2 separate regions of the Zea mays genome follow, and region 1 is linked to region 2. Evidence: chromatin contacts called from public Hi-C data. All regions are on one chromosome and are shown on one strand. The core of a region is the stretch at or near the end of the contact, and the rest is flanking DNA. Distances in the headings are between cores, read along the strand shown. Region 1 holds the start of LOC100274514. Region 2 holds the start of LOC100276232 (Heavy metal transport/detoxification superfamily protein).

Region 1 (5,738 bases), core at 2,447-4,946, 220 kb after region 2:
ACGCTATAGATTGCTAGTAGTAGTTAGGTCCCAAGCTGCAGTGCTACACCAATAGTGTCTAACTGTTATTATTGGTACCGAAGGAAAGGACAGAAAACGAAAGTAACTAAAATGGGAGTGAACAGATGATCCTGCAAATTAAAATTAACTCTAAACAACACAAACTTATTTTATAATTAGTGTTAGTAGAAGTTTAAATCAAGTTGGTATGAATAGAGATGGTGAGAGAGGAGAGAGCTCTTCACTTGATTGCTCCTTTTTAAATATGTATCAAACTTAGGAGCAATAATTCAGGTAAATATGATAACTCTAGAAGACAATAATCGCAATAAAGTAAATAGACAAGAGACATTGCGATTTTATCTCGTGGTTCGAACAATGCCTAATCCACGTGTTGTGGTGACCTCCTTTGGTCAAAGGTTGCACTCAACCCCTCTCAAGTGACCCAAAGATCAAAATTGAGCAGCACGGTTTTATTCCTTATACCAAATCTCGTTTCTGAGGAATCTCCACAGGTTGGAGTCTCTCACACCTTACACAGATGATCTTAATAAAAAACCGGAGTAAGGAGGGAGTAGAAACACACACAAGAACTTAATCACAGCAAAAACACGCACACAAGTCAAGAAGAGAGCGCAAGAATCAAAACAGCGGAGTCACAGCTCAAGAACGCGCTCAAATCTCTATCTAATGAAACAACAGTGTGGTCGTGGAGTCTCGGAGTTGTAGTATGCTCAAGGTATGCTTGTGTAACTCTCCATGGCGCATAGGGGGTCCTTTTATAGCACCAAGGGACCAAAGAGTCGTTTGATCTTCATTTGGAAGGTCCTGGTTTCATTCTGTCCGCGGGTGCACCGAACTGACCGGTGCACACCGGACACTAGACATTAGTCGATCTCCTTTCTTATTCAGCCGAGTCGACCGTTGGTCACTTGGCACACCGGACAGTCCGGTGCAACTAGGTGACCGTTGGTTCGGCTGACGTGGCCGACGTTGATTACGCGGCCGACCGTTGGCCAGGCGCACGACTGGCACACCGGACAGTCCGGTGCAACTTGGTGACCGTTGGTTCGACTGACGTGTCTGACGTTGATTGCGCGGCCGACCGTTGGCCAGACGCGTGGCTGGCACACCAGACAGTCCGGTGCACACCGGATAGTCCGGCGAATTATAGCCAACGAGGCTCATCATTTTCCCGAGAGTGGCCTGTTTTGCCAGCTGATAGCCTAGGAACCGGGCACTGTCCGGTGCTCTCTAGATTTGCACATGTTTGGCTAATCTTAGCGACACACCGTTTCTCCAAAATGGTTCTGTCGGAGAGGGAATTCTCCGGCCGGGTGGCGGAGTGCACCCACCCTTAATCCTAAGATGAGGAAGGGGCTTAAGCATTTTGCCTGTCCTGCTAGGCGATCACCGAGCACATGAACACGCGAGAGTTTAGAGTGGTTCGGGCCGCCGGAGCGTAATACCCTACTCCACTGAGTGTTGGATTGCCGTGGAAGCTTGAGAGTTGAGAGTCTGAGTTGGGTCTGTCGTGTGCCCTCCCCTTTATAGATCAAGGGGGAGCACGTACAAGGGTCCTGAGCCCTGACATGTGGGCCCAGGGGCAAAACGGAGGGAACACATATAGAAGTATCCAATGCCAGTGCTGCACAGAAGATCTAGGAGCGCCATAATATCTGTAGTGTATACAATATTGATATCATGCGCTGCTTCCTCGGAAACGCGCGAGCCATGATGAGTGCAGCGCATGTCGCAGCACGGGCGCACTACCTCCCAACGAAATGGACAGGCACACCGCCTGCAAGATGGTTTGGTCGCCGTCCGTCAGAGGAGTAGACAGGGCACATTTAATACTGAGGCAGCACAACGCTTGCCAGCGGAGTGGTAGGGCCCATTAAATGCCGAGGGGGCACATCACCCGCCAGTGGAATAGACAGGCGGCGCGTCCTATCCAAAATAAATGCAGTGTCGCGCGGCCCAAAGGCCTTACGTCAGACTCCGCCCGCTGGCTTACGTCACAGGCAGTGAGCCACGTGGCAGCATCGGGTCTCCGCCTGGGCGGGGAGCAGAAGTGTACAGGGTATGGTCCGGACACGTGATGGCTCCGGACCCCCGCCTGGCCTTAAGCAAGGCCTTGGTATTCTTTGTCCCAGAATCCCGAGACCCCGCTGAGAGTGGCCTGGCCCCCACACCGAGAGGTCCGGGACCCGTCCCGGGGGCACGGCGTCACCCCTGCGGAGGTCCTGGACTCTGCCCGGAGGTCCGGTCCGTATATGCAGGGGTCCGATACTTTTCCATGGGGTCCGGACCCATCATTAATACCTTGGAGTGTATCACCTTCTCTGGCCACGTGGCGGCCCTGGAGCTGTCCACGTGGCGGGGTTGGGTGCTGTTTATCGCGCGTTTAGAGATAGGCGCGCGGGCACCGCACCTTCATACTATAGTAAGGGGTACCCCTGTTCCAGGGTACCGATAGGTTCGACTTGAAAAGTTTCCTAGCACTTAGATGAACATAGTTAGCAACTAAAAACAGTTTACTTAGTGCTAGAATCATATCTTATTCTTTTAATGTGATAGGATTTGCAATATGGTTTGATTTAGACGTAAGAGGTATGAAGGTTATGCAGGACGATCCCCATTCTTCTCAATGTTGCAACGACTGTTGTAACGATGAGGGCTAAGTACAGGACCTCGTCGTCGAGCCCTTTCCAGTAGTTTTATTCATCGTGTCCCATGGGCTTTGGGTTTTTAACTCGACACGCCTTTTCTTTAGTAGAGGCTACAATACATAGTTAGAATACATAATTCTAACTATAAATCCTATAAGTAGGTTTCCATTCATGGTGTCTAAAAAATATGCACCACCAACACCTTCATGTAACGCCATGCAATCTTTATTTGCTTTTGGTTGTCTTCCTTATGCTGAAGTTGAGTCCCGTGTCCAGAAGAGTAGCAAGTGCATAGCTCGGAATACCACCTTTAACTGAAGTGTAGTCCATATTTTATGGAAATCTGGGTTCTTAGATAATCTATCTATCATGAGAATCTAGATATCATTGGGCTTACGTGCGGAGGAAGATGAAAGGGTCTGCACGGTTTTGGATTTAGAAAGCGACAAACGTCTCATCACAAAGGCAGGAAGATGAAGGGGTCTCCACGGTTTTGGATTTAGAAAGCGACAAACGTCTCATCGTAAAGGCTCGACGAATTCTCATTCACGTTGATTTAAATGATTTAAAAAAAATGATTCTCACATAAATGAGCTAAAAGCAAAACGTTTGGGTGCCACAAACCGATTCTGACGGACAGAATCCGGCCAAGACCAAAGCAAATAAGACCATAATCCACTTATAAGCAGAAACAAACATAGCTAGCTACAAAATCACTTTATAAACAGCTACAGGGGAAAAAAAGACACCCTCAAAATTCCAAAAACTCCATGGATTATTTTGGGCCATTTGAGAGCAGTGAGTACTGACAAGCAGTAGTGACATGTCAAAATGGCGCCTTGTACTACTACCGGTCGTGGAGGGCAACCTGGCAGCTGTCCTCTCCCCTCCACCGACAGCTCGTCGCTGACGGCGACGGCCCGCAAGCCACCGCCATCATCGCCACTCGCCCACTCCACCGCTCGCTCCCACACCTGTGCCAGTGCCATCCCTTTTTGACTCCTCGGCCTCCCTCAAATCAGTCGTCACCACCTCACTGTCCGGCTGTCCCTGTCCCTGTCCCTGCGCATCAATCAATCCCACGGTCTTCCTGCCGCTTCCTCGGCTGCCCCCATCCTCCGAATCCTGCCTCGCCTCGATCTCCCCGTTCCTCGTGTTCCGACGGAGGGTGGCGGGCGACTAATGGGGACGGGGGCGGGGAGCGCGCGGGCTCTGGCCGTGGCGTTCGCCGTCTCGCTTCTCGCCTGCTCTGGCGCCGTCGCTGTCGCCAGGGCGCAGGACACCGAGCGGATCGAAGGTATGCCCGCCGGCTGGACCTCGCCTGGCCTGGTTCGCTCTCCTACCCCTTTCCCCTTCCTTGCGCCACGCTCAGACTACGCATTGCCTCGCTCCCCCTCCTGCCTCTCGACGCGCGCCGGTGGTTGCAAGTGGATCTGCCGCCGCCGCCACGATTGGAATTGGAAGTGTGGAACCCTATGAAGCAGCAGCTTTGGCCACACGAGCGGGCGGGCGCAGATCTGCCGTTGGATCAGCTCCTGGCTCAGGCGGTCCACCGCTTTCCTTCGCCTAGTCAATGATTCCAAGGAGTTAGCGGCCGCACTCAGCTGTCACTTCTGCTCACTTTGCGGGATGAAATACACATCCCATTCCCCGGCTAGGCAGTTGACACGGTTGCACACATGTGCCTCAGGATCCCGAGGTCAACTTAGTAACACATGTTATTCCTCCGCACCCTCAGATTGTGTGCATCTGAGCATAAGCAAGGCATAATCCTGCCTTGCTTATGCTCGGCAGCAGAGCTTCACTGCACAGGTGTATTTCGATTCTTTTCCAACTTCCAAGTAGATATGGCCAAACCCGAGGCCATGGAAACTAGCCAACTTTTCTGCGAAATATAAGCAAGGGCACCTCAGGCAGTAGACACTAGCAGTACAGATTAGCAGACTTACCTGAATGTTTTAATGGTTACTCCCTCCGGTCAGCAAAACCTGACGTTTCAGACAGTGGAACTGATATATGCATTATCCATGCTTTTGAGTTGGAGTTCACTAACTGAAATTCTAACCTTCTTGACTTTATAAAGCCACCGACGACCATCAAAATTCTTGCTTCATATCATGTACAGCTAGATCCTACTACTAAAACTATTCTTAAGGCTCATAAAAATTCATAGTAAACTGTATACGGTGGCTACTGGTTCGTATGGCTTCAGCTACGCGTCGCAGCGGAACTGCAATGGCTTTGAAATTAGGATCGTGGTATTACAGTTCAGAATTTCTCACATTTTCTTTGTGATCGTAACTAAATTCCAGGAAGTGCTGGTGATGTGCTCGAAGACGATCCCGTTGGGAGGCTCAAGGTGTATGTCTACGAGTTGCCGACCAAGTACAACAAGAAGATGGTGGCTAAAGACTCTAGGTGTCTCAGCCACATGTTTGCCGCGGAGATCTTCATGCACCGCTTCCTACTGTCTAGCGCGATCCGGACTTTAAATCCAGAAGTAGCCGATTGGTTCTATACTCCGGTATACACCACGTGTGATCTCACACCGTGGGGTCATCCCTTGCCCTTCAAGTCACCACGGATAATGCGGAGCGCGATTCAGTTCATTTCCAACCGGTGGCCATACTGGAACAGGACAGAGGGAGCAGACCACTTCTTTGTCGTGCCACATGACTTTGGCGCATGCTTCCACTACCAGGTGAGTTGTAGAGCCATAACAAACCATGAACCATCAGATGTACTGCCAGTGCAGTGTGGAATGAACCTAGCCTGGAAACTCATATAACGGAGTTTGAAATCTTTCTATCATTCTATTCATGTTTGCTCATAGGACCATTCGTCTAATGTCGCTCAGCACACCCATTGTTCAGGAAGAGAAGGCCATCGAGCGGGGCGTCCTTCCGTTGCTTCGCCGTGCTACACTGGTCCAGACTTTTGGGCAGAAGGATCATGTCTGCCTGAAGGAAGGCTCCATCACCATCCCGCCATATGCTCCTCCTCAGAAGATGAAAACCCACCTCGTTCCCCCAGGGACCCCTAGGTCGATCTTCGTGTATTTCCGCG
Region 2 (5,871 bases), core at 499-2,998:
ACTGTTTTTAAGTGTTTTTCGCATTCAAATACGATACTTTTTTTCTGCCTCCCAAGTGGATCTAAGAAACTTAAGAACGATTCTTTGTTTGAGCAAGAGACTTGAAACATTCTGTGGTATCCACAAGCAACAATGAGCTTATTTCCAACACCAGATGTCAACGTCACACCTAAATTATGCTGAGAATCGCATATCATCACTTTGTAAACTACACGTTGCTAGTGATGCTCGAAGTGGATGTTATTGACCTTGCTGATGTTGGAACATGAAAAATGCAATCTTGGCGAGTAGCGTGCGTATAAAGAGTAGTTGGTGGGCAGAGTCATGTCATGTCCCCTTTTTTTTACATGGAATTTGCAGCATATTCTGAATTTTCCTTTTGGTACTCTATGCCTTCAGCTATTTATGGTGATTTGCTGTGTATGTTTTTAACAATCTAGATGCTAACAATTTTCAAAGTTTTTAGGTAGCGTACTGTCGGTGTGCCCTTAAAAATGGGCGCAAGTACAAAAGACAACGATAGCTGCTTATCCAATCAGGGTGTATCTCTGTCTAGTGTATAGCGTCAGTCAGGGTTCAGTCTTTTGACATCCTTGTTTTTTGGAGATTCTAGGCCATTTGGTTTTCAGTTTCCTTCCATGTTTCCAGAATAAAATTTTCCGCTGGATTGCATTGAGCCATTAAGATGGATTTTCAGTGGTTTCTGTATATGTCTAAATCCCCCCCTTTGTCATATCTTCTCTCCATCGTACTTTCAGTATTGGTTAACACTGAATGCATGCCAGCTATGATCTTGGGATTTTGCTTTTTTTAATTCTGGTCTTCTCGGGTTTGGGAGATTGATGGTTCTTCTTTGCCTACCGTTTAAAGAACAGTATCACGGTGTCTCTTATCCTGGCCTTTTTGTTGTAAGTTTGAAGGATGGAGCATTATAGTGTATATGGCCAACCATTCCATGCTAACAGAGAATAGTTAAAGACACTAGATAAAATATGTAGCAAAAACTACATACTATATAGGTGTGCCTAAAGAGCAATTCGTTATTCTCAGTATCAACTCTACCTAGTACATTTTAAAATCATCACGCTATAAGGTGCCAAGAACTGGAACCTTCTCTTTTTTTTCCCCCCGTGTGTGAAATATGCATAGCTGCAGGAGGATTTCCTTGCAGAAACTTCAAAAGTTCCGAAAATGTGGATTCTGGAGAGGTCCTGACTGTGTGTTTTGTTGTTCCAATGTCACATTCCACCGTCCATGACGACCATTTTAGACTTCGGAAACCTTTCTCTCTCTCTCTCTCTTTTACTTTTCGCACTGCAAGTAACCTCCCCTGATGTGGTGATTTCTTAATCTGTTACTGTAACAGTGAAAACAAAGAAGGGGGAGGAATCCAATACATGGTGGGCCCCTCCTTCATTTGTAAAATGGCACTAGCCTCCAAGACAAGTGACATCATACATACATGTAAATCCTAGTCATCCAATGAAACTATGGAAGTGAATGACCATGCCACACTGTGCCTGGGCTGGGTGGGTCTTTGGAAAGGAGATCCCTCAGCAAATAAGCCTGATTGCTGGAGTTCACCTTCCTACACCTAACCTCATTCACAAGTGCCTAAAATATATCAGACCTCTCAAAGCGTGGTCTCAACAAGTAACTGTTGTGACATGGGATCCTCTCTCTCTCTCTCTCTCCATGTCTAGAATAGCTAGTATAAAAAGGAGAAGCCTTGGGTGCTGTCGCCGGACAGGAAAGGGAGGGGGAGCTCAAGCATCAAGAAGAGCCCACGCGCACGCCGCCATGGACATGGAGCTGGAGCACGGAGGGAATGAAGACGACAGGGGGAGTGAGTCCTCCTCCTCCTCCTCCAAGCGGAGCTTCGGCGCCTCGTCGGACGCAACCGTCAGCAGCACGCCAAGCAAGCTACAGGCTCTGAGGTTTGCGGAAGATCTCTCCCTCCCATCGGTACGCGCTCTCCCTTTCTTCCTCATCATTGCCAGCAAGCTGATCAGCGCCAAGAAATGAGAACTCCGCAATGGCTTGCATGTCGTTGGGTTCTTGAAACCCAGCTGCGACTATCAATCACTCTGCTAGCGACTCTGTCTTTCTGCCGGAGCAGGACTCTGTGCTCTCTCCTTCCTGCCTCGTTGAGGATATGATGCTAGCCTTTGCTGTTCAGGCTTCAGTGGTAGTGTCGTAGCACAGTAAAGTCACTCCATCCTTCACCGCATTTCGACAGACAGTCTCCATCTCCACACGTTCAGTGTCCGTTGTTCCACTGCACACATCGAGGGAGAAGAGGAAGAGAGAGATGCTGGAGCCTGGCTGCTGGTTTGATCTCCTTGGATTCTCAAAAGGGACCCGGTCGCTTTTTGCCCTCCCAGTCCGGCTTTTAGCGTAAAGGTGAGAAGTCCAGCCCCTGTTACTGTTAGTGGCTTAGTGCCAATCCGCCAAACAACTCCAGTGCAGGGAGCAAGTTTGCTTCCCTGTCTGTCTGTCTGTCTCTCTTTCTTTCTACTGTAGTATCTTTTAACTTGCTCTGATGATCCTGGAGATGAGAATCTGTGAGCTACACATTATTGTTCTTGTCCACATGCAAATCAATGGCAGTAACTTGTTGGCAAGACCAAGAGACTGAATCTGCTGGTAGCAGACACCGGGCACGCATGCAGCGCCTGTAGCCTGTTTCTTGCGCCGCTCTATGCAATGCAATGCAATGCTATGCTATTGCAGCCACTTGTTTGTTGCGCCGTTCTCGGCCACAGCTGATGAGCTGTTATTAGCTGTTGGCTGTTGCCGGGAGAGAGCTCGAGCTGCTTGTCTGGCGGCCAGGAGCCCATAACGAAGGTGAAAGTGAAACCGTCTGTCTTTGACCGGTGAGCATGCCAGGCAGTAGACGAATAGGCTAAGGCACGAGCAGGTTCACTGTACAGGCAGCCGCCATGCCTGATGAATGCTCCTCGTTTATAACCCCCTCACCAACTACGCTTGCACACGCTTCCTTTGACCTGATAATAATAAATTAATTAAGCGCACACGCTTCTCCTTCTCATCCCAACATCATATGATATACTGGCGGGCGTTCCTGCCTGCATGTGCAGTGTGTGTTTTTGACCATTATATTTGACTCAGTCATTTACAGTATTTCACCATCATCAGTTAGCTAGCTGCTATGACCGAACATTATATTTCTTAATCTCTAGAATTCCTCCTGCACGAGTTTAATCTGTATGGGAATGGGACTAGATCTCCGGAGGAGTCTTTGCATTGGCCTGTTGCCTGATCAGAGAAGATCGCAACGGTAAGATGCCATGCGATGCGACTAGTATTCATCTACTATATATAATATAATGCAAGTGGCTTGCGTAGCTGATAGATTAGCACGCACGGCATATGCTGCTATATACTACTACCTCCGTTATCGTTCTTGTTCCTTGTTCGTTAGTTTATTTTTAAACTAAAACGTGACAAATAAAAAAGAACGAATGGAGTATATATAATACCGCTAGCTGCCTAGCTGGTGGCTGCCTGTGGCTGTGTAGGATTAGATTATTAGAACAATCTGCATTAGGGTTCAAGAGTGGCAGCAGCTAGCCATGTGACTTTTGGAGAGGAACATATGCATCTCTTCCCTCCTAGCTTCCCTGTGCTACGTACGAATATATTCCCCTCAACTATATACAATGAACTCTAGCCGTACGTACGTCCTGATCGATCAGTGGAAGGTGGGATTAATATACTCTTTACTTTTTACTCTATTTATCTGTCTATAAAGATTAAACTCTATATATAACATTTCATTCGAACAGACTCTTAAACATGTAAGTTAGTTTAACTGGCGAGAGTTGCTAGCCAAATTTAGCTAGTGAGAGGGTCAATTTAAAGAGCCGGATAGCTTGGCAAGTTAAACGGATAGTCTGTTGAAGAGCTATTTTGCTATTAAATAGCTAAAATTTAACTTGACAAGCCATTTATCCAGTCTCTTGGAGATGCTCTTAATTAACTAGCTTTTTATTAATTACGTATAGGCTAGTTTTGTTTTGTTTTGTTTTTTTAGAAAACGGAACGTGTGTTTTATTTCGAGAGAAGCAACATTTTCTTTTATTCATTACGCGCGTAGAGGCAATGCGGATGCGAATGAATGAATGATGCGTCGCTGGAACCATGCATGCGCAGGTGCAGGTGGTGGTGATGAGCGCCAACATGGGTTGCTCGCACTGCCGGCAGCGGGTCGCCGACGTCGTCTCCAAGATGAACGGTGAGCGCCTACATGCAGAGTTTTTCCATCACCAGGACAAATCATTCCATGTATGCATGCATGTCCGTAATGATGCGTGTACATTTACCAACAGCTACTAGCAGTGTGCTAACCAATGCATCGCTGTCCTTCCTTCTTCATCCTTCTTGCGCATCTATCCATGCCTGCCTGCCTGCCTGCCTGCTCTGCTCTGCTCATCAGCTAGTCAGCTCATGTCTGTGCTCGGCTGCTCGTGTCCGTCCATTCCATCAGCAGGGCTGCTGGACTACATGGTGGACTTCGGGAAGAAGGAGGTGACGGTGCGCGGGAAGGTGGCGCACACCAAGAACAAGAGGAAGCACAGGAAGGCACTGCTGGGTGCTCCAGCAGGTTGGGACGACGCCAGATCGGCGGCGGCCGCGTCGTCGTCTTCGCCCGGCGGCCATGCCAGGACGACGCTGTCATGGTTTTTGGGATGCTACGGCTCATGACCACCACACCATAGTCCATAGCTAGTATATATAAGTCTCCGCATAGATATAGTATCATCATATATACTGCTGTATGTATGTATGTGCTTGTTATGTTCATATATAACTAGTAGCAGCTGCATATATAGTTTGTAATGATAGTAATAATCTATTGATTTCCATTGCTTTCTTTCTTTTTCATTCCGAATAATGTATCGTTCATGCATGTTATGTATGCAGCAACCAGCCATGCCCATACATACATATATATCAGTGAACAGTGCTGACAGTCTTCAGAGTCTTATAGGACGACAACTGGGGTACCCACCATAGATAACCATTGATCGATGAGGCAGCATCAGGCGTGTTCGTTCAGATCGATTCATTCTGCTAGCGGCAGCGGTAGGCCCTAGCTAGCACGCCGGAATAACCGGATCCGTGCTGGGGACGCGCCGGGCTCCGGGGTGACGACGCCTCGGAGAGTTCCCATGCCATGGACCTGTGTCGCAGTTGCAGTGACTGACAGACAAGGCGAGAAGAGCAGAGCATCAGAGTTAGCTGACTGCTGCCTGGTCGCCTCCTGAATATTCTCCCCTCACGTGGCGCTGCTTGTGAAGCTGTAGCCACTTTGTCTGATGAGACGCGAGCAGAGACAGGCAGGCAGCGTCTGAACTGGAAAGCCTCGGCTGAGTGAGAGCTGCGCATTATTGTGAACGCGGCACTCAGTTCCATGAACACTGTCATGCCAAAATATAGTCTAATTGTACATTAGTTGGACTTAATATATTCGTCATATGGATTATACGCTGCTTATGCAATTGTTTTATAAATAGTTCATGTTTTAGTTCTTAGTCCGGTGGATGAAACACCCTCCCAGGCTCCCAGTAGCATGGCCACATAGGCCACCGGAAGAGTCTGTTGTACTCCTTCCTCAATTCGAAACCAAATATACATCTTGTTTCTCGAAAAACTAAACTTTTAAAGTTTAACTAGAAATATAGAAAATAAAACCTATATATATATATATATATATATATATATATATATATATATATATATATATATATATATATATTTCAAACAAATCTGTTGTAAAAAAACATGGTTAATCTAATTACACTTAGTATACACTATAAATGTTAGTATATGTTTGTATAAATTTAG

The links. Hi-C and Micro-C count contacts between places; a contact is called where the count stands out from the background.
Region 1: a contact with region 2 is called in a Hi-C map of leaf, with 3 times the contacts expected there. The contact joins the promoter of LOC100274514 here to the promoter of LOC100276232 in region 2. A contact is called at or near these places in 2 of 25 Hi-C or Micro-C datasets (leaf and tassel).

Annotation. Positions count from the first base shown.
Region 1 is chr3:159,310,992-159,316,729 of Zm-B73-REFERENCE-NAM-5.0, forward strand. LOC100274514 reads left to right here and starts at 3,697. Exons shown (of 4, transcript NM_001148871.2): 1 at 3,697-3,969; 2 at 4,985-5,373; 3 at 5,546-5,738. The coding sequence starts at 3,855.
Region 2 is chr3:159,094,478-159,100,348 of Zm-B73-REFERENCE-NAM-5.0, forward strand. It overlaps LOC100276232 (Heavy metal transport/detoxification superfamily protein), which reads left to right and starts at 1,749. Exons shown (of 3, transcript NM_001150070.2): 1 at 1,749-1,965; 2 at 4,177-4,258; 3 at 4,514-4,901. The coding sequence starts at 1,801. The coding sequence ends at 4,728.